Regions from separate parts of the Macaca mulatta genome. Here region 1 is linked to region 2. Evidence: chromatin contacts called from public Hi-C data. All regions are on one chromosome and are shown on one strand. Each heading gives the region's core, a stretch centred on a gene start, on an enhancer-like site or on the middle of the called end of the contact. The rest is flanking DNA. Distances are from core to core; before and after follow the strand shown. Region 1 holds the start of SNRNP200 (small nuclear ribonucleoprotein U5 subunit 200). Region 2 holds the start of CIAO1 (cytosolic iron-sulfur assembly component 1).

Evidence for each region. A called contact is a pair of places that touch in the nucleus more often than the background predicts.
Region 1: a contact with region 2 is called in a Hi-C map of fetal cortex germinal zone, with 1.9 times the contacts expected there. The contact joins the promoter of SNRNP200 here to the promoter of CIAO1 in region 2. A contact is called at or near these places in 2 of 14 Hi-C or Micro-C datasets (fetal cortex germinal zone and liver).

The regions. Positions count from the first base shown.
Region 1 is chr13:5,039,515-5,044,183 of T2T-MMU8v2.0, reverse strand. SNRNP200 (small nuclear ribonucleoprotein U5 subunit 200) reads left to right here and starts at 2,356. Exons shown (of 45, transcript XM_015112857.3): 1 at 2,356-2,509; 2 at 3,031-3,194; 3 at 4,599-4,669. The coding sequence starts at 2,465.
Region 2 is chr13:4,999,666-5,004,182 of T2T-MMU8v2.0, reverse strand. CIAO1 (cytosolic iron-sulfur assembly component 1) reads right to left here and starts at 1,819. Exons shown (of 7, transcript NM_001258112.1): 1 at 1,510-1,819; 2 at 552-700; 3 at 285-396; 4 at 94-182. The coding sequence starts at 1,648. It overlaps TMEM127 (transmembrane protein 127), which reads left to right and starts at 2,385. Exons shown (of 3, transcript NM_001194780.2): 1 at 2,385-2,865. The coding sequence starts at 2,622.

The sequences.
Region 1 (4,669 bases), core at 1,107-3,606, 39 kb before region 2:
TGCCTCCACGGAAATCCTCAGCCACCCTTTGCATCACAGCTATAAAGCCTCACAGGCGCTCCTAAGTCAGAAGTGATTTCCCACAGTGCCCCCTTGTGGCACTGACTGCATTCTGCCTTTTTCTTTTTCTTTTTCTTCTTTTTTCCTTTTTCAGAGATGCAGTTCTTGTTCTGTTGCCCAGGCTGGAGCACAGTGGCTACTCACAGGCATGATCATACCGCACTATGGTCTGGAACTCCCGGGCTCAAGCAATCCTCCTGCCTCTGCCTCACAGGTGGGTACCACCATATTTGTAGTTTTACTTCTCCTGTGAGACTTGAACTCCTCAAGGGTCTTATCTATGCCTTGTCTTTCTCTGAGTCCCTGAAAGTGCTCACAGAGCACATACAAATATTTGAGACATAATTAAATGAAGTGACAGGTCTTTAGATACAGAAATGCAGGACCCAGGCAAAAGTCTGGGTAACCTGTGCAGGCCTGGGGTTGGGGAGCAGCGAATTCAGTTCATCTTTGGAGAGAGACAGCACGTGGACTGAAACAAAGCTAAATTCCCTTGCTCTGAGCCCATCTTGGTAACTAATGTCATCCCGGGGGTCTGTACCTGCCAGGGTGCCCCCAGTCCTTTAGCTTCCTGAGGATAATCCTCTATTAAAAATTGTCTAAAAACAGACCGGGCATGGTGGCTCACACCTGTAATCCAGCACTCTGGGAGGCCGAGGTGGGAAGATTGCTTGAGGCCAGGAGTTCAAGACCAGTCTGCGCAACACAGCGAAACCCCATCTCTACCAAAAATACAAAAATTAGCTGGGTGTGGTGGTGCACACCTGTAGTCCCAGCTACTGGGAAGGCTGAGGCGGGAGGATGGTTTGAGCCCAGAAGTCGAGGCTACAGTGAGCTGAAACTGTGTCACTGCATTCCAGCCTGGGCAACACAGCCAGACCCTGTTTCCAAAAAAATTGTCTAAAAACAACTTTAGAGAGACAAAAACTATACACTATAAAATTCTTTATTTATTTATTTATTTTTGAGATATAATCTGGCTCTGTCGCCAGGCTGGAGTGCAATGGCACGATCTCAGCTCACTGCAACCTCTGACTCCCTGGTTCAAGTGATTCTCCTGCCTCAGCCTCCCGAGTAGCTGGGATTACAGGCCCGTGCCACCACATCCAGCTTATTTTTTTGTATTTTTAGTGGAGATGGGGTTTCACTATGTTGGCCAGGATGGTCTCGATCTCCTGACCTTGTGATCCGCCCGCCTTGGCCTCCCAAAGTGCTGGGACTAGACCCCTTCCCCCATTTTCAACAAGTTGGCCCAGGAAGTTTCCCCGAGCCCCTTCCCCAGAGTGAGGAAGCATGGCTGTCATTTTTCTTTTCTATCTTTTTAATTAAAAAATTGTTTTCATTTTGTGGGGGAAGAGTCTTGCTATGTGGGTCAGGCTGGAGTGCACTGGCACAATCCTAGCTTGCTGCAGCCTTGAAGTCCTGGGCTCAAGCAATCCTCCTGCCTCAGCCTTCCAAGTTGTTGGGACTACAGGCACACACTACCAGGCCTGGCTACTTTTTTATTGTTTGAAGAAACAGGGCCTCACTATGTTACCCAAGCTGGTCTCAAACTCCCGGCCTCAAGCAATCCTCTTTCCTCAGCCTCCTAAAGTGCTGGGATTACAAGCATGAGCCACCACATCCAGCCTGTTGTTCTCTGGCCCTGCCTGCACCGGTTTCCCCGGGCGGCAGACAGGGCCCTGCCATAGAATGTCACCGACAACTGGGAGCGGACGGGGGCCCCGGCCCTGTTCGTTCCGCTGGGTGAGAACGAGGGTCTTGGGGCCACCGGTTTAGCTGGGACGGGTGGGGGACAGCAGCTTTCTTTTTCAATTGTTCAACACAGAAGAGAAACCCAAAGCAAGACGCCAATCATTAAAACACGCAGACACAGACACACGCGCACGTGACCTCGCTCGCTGGGTGCTTTCGTTACCTCAAACGGAAACGGGACTTTTCAGGCCCTCTTTTCCTGCCTACCTCATGGGACTGTTGCCAAAGAGGAAGGAAGCGGAAGGAAAGGTCTTGGGACGGGACAGGGGCTAAGCGGCCGTACGTTCGTTACGATGTGAGGGGTGCCGGGGGGCTGGAGACTGAGGTCGGGGAAAGCACGGGCCCTGGGTCCTTGGGGCCTGCGGGCGGCCGGAACCAGAGTGCGCGGGTCTAGGGATTCGGGGACCCAAATGCACCAGGCCCACACATCCCACTCAGAGGGCTGCGGGAAGCCCCGCGCATACGCCAGGGACACGCCCCGCCCACACTTCCGGGGCGCGACCCGGAAGCGGAAGGGAGCCCGTTTCTTTTCCTTCCCCCAGTGCGTCTTTCCTGCGTCGTACCGGCGCGGCGGGAGCGGAGGTCCACGGCCGTTTGCAGCGTGCGGCTGGGGGGCGTGGAGGCCTGAAGCCTCCAAGCAGCCGCGGCCATGGCGGATGTAACCGCCCGTAGTCTGCAGTACGAGTACAAGGCGGTACGTTTGGGCTCGTGGGAGGATTCCAGGCTCAGGAGTCCAGTGGGGAGGGGGAGGCTGAAAAAGAGAGTTTCAGTCTGAAGGCCTCCAGGAGAGCCACGAAAACGGAGGGGAAGTGGAATCGCGGTGAAGGTGGGGGTTATTTGATGACGTGAATAACCTACGGGGGTCTGGGGAGTGCTAAGATCTCTCTAGGAGGAGTTTCTCGAGTCCCTTCAACGCTAAGCCCGCCCCCTTCCACACTTCACTCCCAACCCACTCACCACTTTTCCCAGATGTGGGTTATGATGGGCACTGTTAGGAACAAGAATTGCTTAGCTGATTCGACAGGCCGTAAGACTTATTCAGCTCTATGCTTCTGCACAGCGTCATACCATGCAGTTCTTAAGGAAAATATCATTATTACGATTAGCGATTATAAGCAACTAGCTACTACGATTCTTCCATCAGCTGGGGTAACTGTGATAGTAGGAACTGGCCCTGCTCATGTCAAAGCTTCAATAATGTTTTGATCTTTTCAGAACTCAAATCTTGTGCTCCAAGCTGACCGCTCTCTCATTGACCGGACCCGCCGGGATGAACCCACAGGAGAAGTGCTGTCCCTTGTTGGGAAGCTGGAGGGCACACGTATGGGAGACAAGGCTCAACGGACCAAACCGCAGATGCAGGAGGAAAGAAGAGCCAAGTGAGTGCTAAGGGAATACTATTTTTTCCTTCAGATCCAAAGTCTCTTCTCTTTAACATTCGAGCAGCATTTTGGCCGGAATGCTTGGTGTAAGATCAGTGGCATTAAAACGGTTTAGTGAAGGTAAAAACAGAACAGGAGAGTTTAAAGATTTTTTTGGCCTTAAAAAGTGTACCTAAAGTGGAAAATAACTTGTTGGTACCTTTTTCTTACATGTGTGTTTCTAGTTCATAGACAGATATTACTTTTCTTCAGGGTATTTTCAAGACCCTTGCTATTCCTATGTCTCAGTAATTCTTTTTCTTTTTCTTTTTTTTTCCATTACTAACTTTCTACCCCTATTTTTTCCCTTTACTCTTGTCCACTTCTTACCTATTTTGTTGTTACAAACTAATTTAAGCATCCATGGTATGAAAGACAGTTTTTTTTCTTATTTTGCATTTTTTTTCTTTTTTTCTTTTCTTAAATATTTCTTGGGGACGCATTTCAAAACTTACCTTTACCTCACCATTATCTTTTGATCTGGAATATCTTGGTGTCTTGCTCCCTTTCCTATGATGATGTTTCCAAAATTCATGGGCTTAGTTTGATTAAAGTATGTTTGAAATGAGTTAATACATTATCTCCACTTTGTGCTATATCTTCTTTTCCAGTTTTGTTATAATTGGTTGATAGTCAACGGCAGTAGATTCTGTTAGAGCTTGTTTCTCTAGTTAGAAAAGGAAAATGCATTTGAGAGATGAAAAACTAGTCAAAATCCTATTATATAATAGTCTCATACAATGTATGAAAGGTTGTCCTTTTTTTTTTTTTGAGAAGGGTTATACTTCTTTTTTTTTTTTTTTTGGAGATGGTGTCTCGTTCTGTCACCCAGGCTGGAGTGCAGTGGCGTGATGTCTGCTCACTGCAACCTCCACCTCCTGGGTTCCAGTGATTCTCCTGCCTCCGCCTCCTGAGTAGCTGGGATTACAGGTGCTTGCCACCGTGCCCGGCTAATTTTTGTATTTTTAGTAGAGACAGGGTTTCGCCATGTTGGCCAGGCTGGTCTTGAACTCCTGACCTCAGGTGATCCGCCCACCTCGGCCTCCCAAAGTGCTGGGATTACAGGCGTCAGGCACTGCACCTGACCAAAGGGTTGCATGTTTTAAATGAGAAACATATCTCACTGTAATGTGTAGTGTATCTAGTGAGAAGACGATGGGGAATTTTTCTTTCTGTCACTGGGTCCCATAAAGAAATACTCCTGCAAGTGATCAAGGTCCAATAGGAATCATTTGCTGAGGCTCAGGTACCGGTTTTCAGATATTAACTTCCTGCCATGAAGCTGAGGAGAGGAGGGTGGGCTTGATCCAGTCTTCCCTTGGGGAGGAAAGGTTCTGCCATTCACCGTCACGTGTCCACCAGGCGAAGAAAGCGTGATGAGGACCGGCATGACATCAACAAGATGAAGGGTTACACTCTGCTGTCGGAGGGCA
Region 2 (4,517 bases), core at 570-3,069:
TAAAAGCTAGCTTAAGGCTGAAAAGCAGAGGAAGGCTGGGCACAAGCCTGCACATCAGAGCCCTTCCCACAGGAGACCCTGCCTGACTCTTACCTCCTGACTTGGGTGCCACACCACATGCTTGACATCCTGTGTGTGGGAGTTGAGAACACTGACACATTCATACTCATCCTCTTCATCAACTGTGGGAGAGAAAAAGAAGGGAACCCAAGAGCCAACCCTGTCACGGACACGGAGGGGGGTGTCAGGTGGTTCCCAATCCACCTGGAGGGACCTGGACGCACCTTCCCAGACCCAAACACTCTTATCTCGGCTGCAAGTGGCCAGGAGGTTGCCAGATGGGGCCCAAGCCACTGACTTGACCTCATTTTCATGGCCCTCGAGAGTGGTTACACACTGTGAAAGGAGAAGGAAAATGAGAATTAACAGCAGCTAACACCGCTAAGGCCCTTCCCATGGGTACAGCCCAATTGGCGCAGGTTGGCTCAGGTTCCTGAACCAGCCCTGGGGAGGAAACAGGCAATAATTCTGGTCCCAACCAGCCTGGGTACCTCAAAGTCATCCTGGTTCTTCTTCCAAATGCAAGTGGTAGCATCAAAGCTGGCAGAGGCCAGGTAATTACCGCAGGGGGACCAGGCCACCTTCCGCACGGTGCGCTGGTGGCCTTCAGAAAGGACAGACTTGCAGATCCAGCTGTCACCTAAAGGCGGAGCGCAGGCCAGGCTCTGGCGCTGGGTGCAGCACCATGAAGCCATTCGATACTGGGGGCTAGCACTGGAGTCAAGCTAGTGGGGGAAAGCTCACAGCTTTTACAAAGATGCAACTGACTCTACTTCCTCGGGAGGCTTTTTTTTTTTTTTTTTTGAGACCGAGTTTTTGCGCTGATGCCCAGGCTGGAGTGCGATGGCACAATCCTGGCTCACTGCAACCTTCGCCTCCTGGGTTCAAGGGATTCTCCTGCCTCAGCCTCCAGAGTAGCTGGGGTTACAGGTGCCCGCCACCACGCCCAGCTAATTTTGTATTTGTAGTAGAGACGGGGTTTCACCATGTTGCCCAGGCTGGTCTCGACCTCTTGACCTCAGGTGATCTACCCGCCTCTGCTTCCCAAACTGCTAGGATTACAGGCGTGAGCCACCGCGCCCAGCCTCTGGAGGCATCTTTCTAAAACAAATCTGATCTAAAATTGCTACTGGTTCCCCAATGCCCTCGGGATAAAATGTGACAATCCAGTTGCAAGTTACTCTGAAAGCCACTTTCCTAACACCTTTCTTTTCCCATTTTCCTGCCTCCGCAGCTACCACAATTCCCTCCACATTTCAGCTTGTCTGCTGACATTTCTCCTCCCAGCAGTCGCAGACTTCTTTGCCTATAAAGCCCTTCTCGGGGTGGCTAACATCCGACTCTCCCTCCGCCAGGAACAGGGTCAGCCTCCCCTGCAGGCTGCGCGCCCGCACTACGCGCAAGCGGAGCCCTCAGCGCCCAGGGCCGCGCAGCCAGGCTGGGCCTTACCCTCCGTGCCCCAGATGCGGATCCTCCGGTCGCCGCCGCACGAGGCCAGCAGGGTCCCCGCGGGGTTCCAAGCCAGGAACCAGCAGCGGGAGTCCGGGTGCGCCGGGACACGGCCCAGCAGCACCAGCGAGTCCTTCATGGCGGCCGGACGCACGGGGAGGTGGGGACGGGCAGGGTCCGCGGCGCCCACAGCGGGTCTCACGGCGCGCGTCTGCGTACCGCCCACTCCAGGCTTCCGCGGCCGACTGAGGCTCCCGCTTCCGCCGGAGGACCGGGGTCGCCCCGGGAACTCAGCTGCCCGCTGCTGCGGCCGCGATACCCTCTGGGAGTTGTAGTCGCTCACCTCACTTCGGCGGGGAAAGCATCGCGGGACCGCCTCGAACTACCAGTCCCGTGAGGCCTTGCGCAGAGCCGGCGGCGCGCCCAGGCTGTGACGCGCGCGGGGGACGGGGCGGGGAGCCGGAGGAGGCGGAGGCAGAGGAGGAGGAAGCCGGAAGTGCATCGAACCCGGGTCTGTCCGGGCGTTGCGGGATTGGGGCCTGGGAACGCTCGGCCCCCGGCAGCCGAGAAGCCCGTGACTGGGCTGAGCGGCGCCATCCCAGCCCTGTGGCCTGCTGACTGGTGAGGAACAATGGGCGGCGTGGGGAGGGTCTTTTCTCCGCACAGGTCGCATCGCAAACCGCCGGTCCCAGATCACCGTTCCCCGATCCCCGCGGCCCAGCCCGGTCCTCCGCCCCTGGGCACCCTCTGGCCGAGACCCTGAGTCCGGGTCTTTGCTCCCGCGGTAGCCAATCCCCGATCCCTCCGCCCCCCGGGGCCTCGAGTCTGCCCAGACCCCATCTGGCCCCTGGCCCTGTCCGGTTTTCGTCCCGCAGTCCCATTCCGGAGTCTCCTGTCTCCGCCCCCCGAATCCCCGCAGCCCTCCCCGTCTCCGTCAGCACCGGGTCCCACCCCCCTATCCTCTGGTGTCAACCCTGACAGCCCAGTGCCGGCCTCACCTGCAGCGAGCCCGGAGCGTTGCTCTCCTCCACCGGACTGTCAGGCTCTGCGCGCCCCGCGGAGGTCGGTGGCGACCAGCAGCGACTGCGGAGCGACGGCGGGCGGCCCCGGGCATGTACGCCCCCGGAGGCGCAGGGCTGCCCGGCGGGCGCCGGCGGAGGAGTCCGGGAGGCAGCGCTCTGCCCAAGCAGCCGGAGCGTAGCCTGGCCTCGGCCTTGCCTGGCGCCCTGTCCATCACGGCGCTGTGCACTGCCCTCGCCGAGCCCGCCTGGTTGCACATCCACGGAGGCACCTGTTCGCGCCAGGAGCTGGGGGTCTCGGACGTGTTGGGCTATGTGCACCCGGACCTGCTGAAAGGTGAGGGCGCTGCGCGCTGGCCCTTCAGGCCTCGGTGGGGGGCAGAATGTGTGCTGAAGCAGAGAGAGCCAGGGACCAGACGCTTGGTTGAAGGCAGCGGCCCCATAGCTGCCTGGTGTTCATGCCCACCAGGTGGCTCTGTTTGGGGTCCGGCCCCTCATTAATTCTGATGTTATTCAGCTAAGCACCTACTCCTCACAGCCATGTTAATCCGGACTGCTGCTATTTTCGGATTCTGCTGGAGGAAGGACGCTGTGTATGGAGAAAAGATAAGGGTGCTAGGTATCACAGTTAGCTGGCCCCTTCTGAGAGTCTGTGAGAGACGGAAAAGCTTCTTTGGGGCAGACTGATTAATGGAGAAAAAAAGGAACTTTTCATATGACTAGGATTTAAAAGGTATTTTAGAGTTGTATGGTAATCGGATGTGTATCAGAGAAGAAGGGGATTTTAGGTAATCGGAAGACCGTCCCATTGCCACCCTCAGTACAACAGTTGGAATTTGGCTCTTGGAGCCATTATAAGTGTGCCTGACAAAGGCAAGGTTGCTTTGTGCATCATCGTGCTTTCCGGCCAGATAGACAGCAGACTATGGGAGGGTCCTATGGCCCCCGTAGTTTATCCTGCCCAGTCTTGTCTCCAGTAAAAATTGTGTAGTCTGAGGACAGGACTGGACTGTATCACCTGCTTTTTACCCTAACAATGATCAGTGTACCCCAAACAGTGCTTAGTAACAGCATAGTTCATCAACCCCAAGGTCTTTTGAGCCATCTTGAAGGTCTTATATCCTCTCTGTGCTATTCCCTGGCTGTGATGCATTCCAGATGTTCATTGCACCGCCTATCAGAAGCACCTCCTGTTAGATATCTCCATGCTCCCTCCTGAAGGATTCAGGCACCGGGATTCGGTGAAAAGGTCCAAGTTCCCCGCTGTGCATTGGACCATACTCTGCTACTGCAGGTCTAGGCTGAAAAGCCTCATCCTTGTGGCCAAATGTTGCCTTTCTCTGAGTGTTCTCTTACTGTTTTCCATCTCTCTTGAGTTTGAGAAGCTGTAGGGTGATTTTGTAGAAGGTTGGGGGCTCCTGCTTGTTTCCAGATTTCACCTTCATGGTACTCTTTGCTGGGGTGGCTCATTAAAGCCAAAGTTATGCACACGACAGAGGCCTTATATGCAGCCTTTTCTGTGTCATGTTGCTAATGGTACAAAGAGCGTTAAGCTTGACTGAGTCTTGGTGGTTTTTCTTTTAGCACATTGCCCTGTACTTGCTTTCTTTGAAGCACACATACCACCTTCCCACCACTAGACCCATCGGATCTAGAAAGCTAGATCTCTGAAATCTAGCACCACATGGAGTGTGCTTAGCTGTGGCTCAGAAAAATGAATGATCTCCCCAAGGCTACCCAGTTGGGGGTGGCAGAGCTGGGACTACCCCACATCTGTTGATGCCAATATAAAATGATGCTGTGTCATTTATAGTTTTTATCCTTTGTTTTACTTCAGCTGTCATAAGAAACAATCTCATAATTATTTCACTTTGGTGTGCATCCTTGTCGAAGGCATGTTAAAAATAAAAGTAAATTTTTGAGCCGGGCATGGTGGCAGGCATCTGTAATCCCAGCTGCTCAGGAGGCTGAAGCAGGAGAATCACTTGA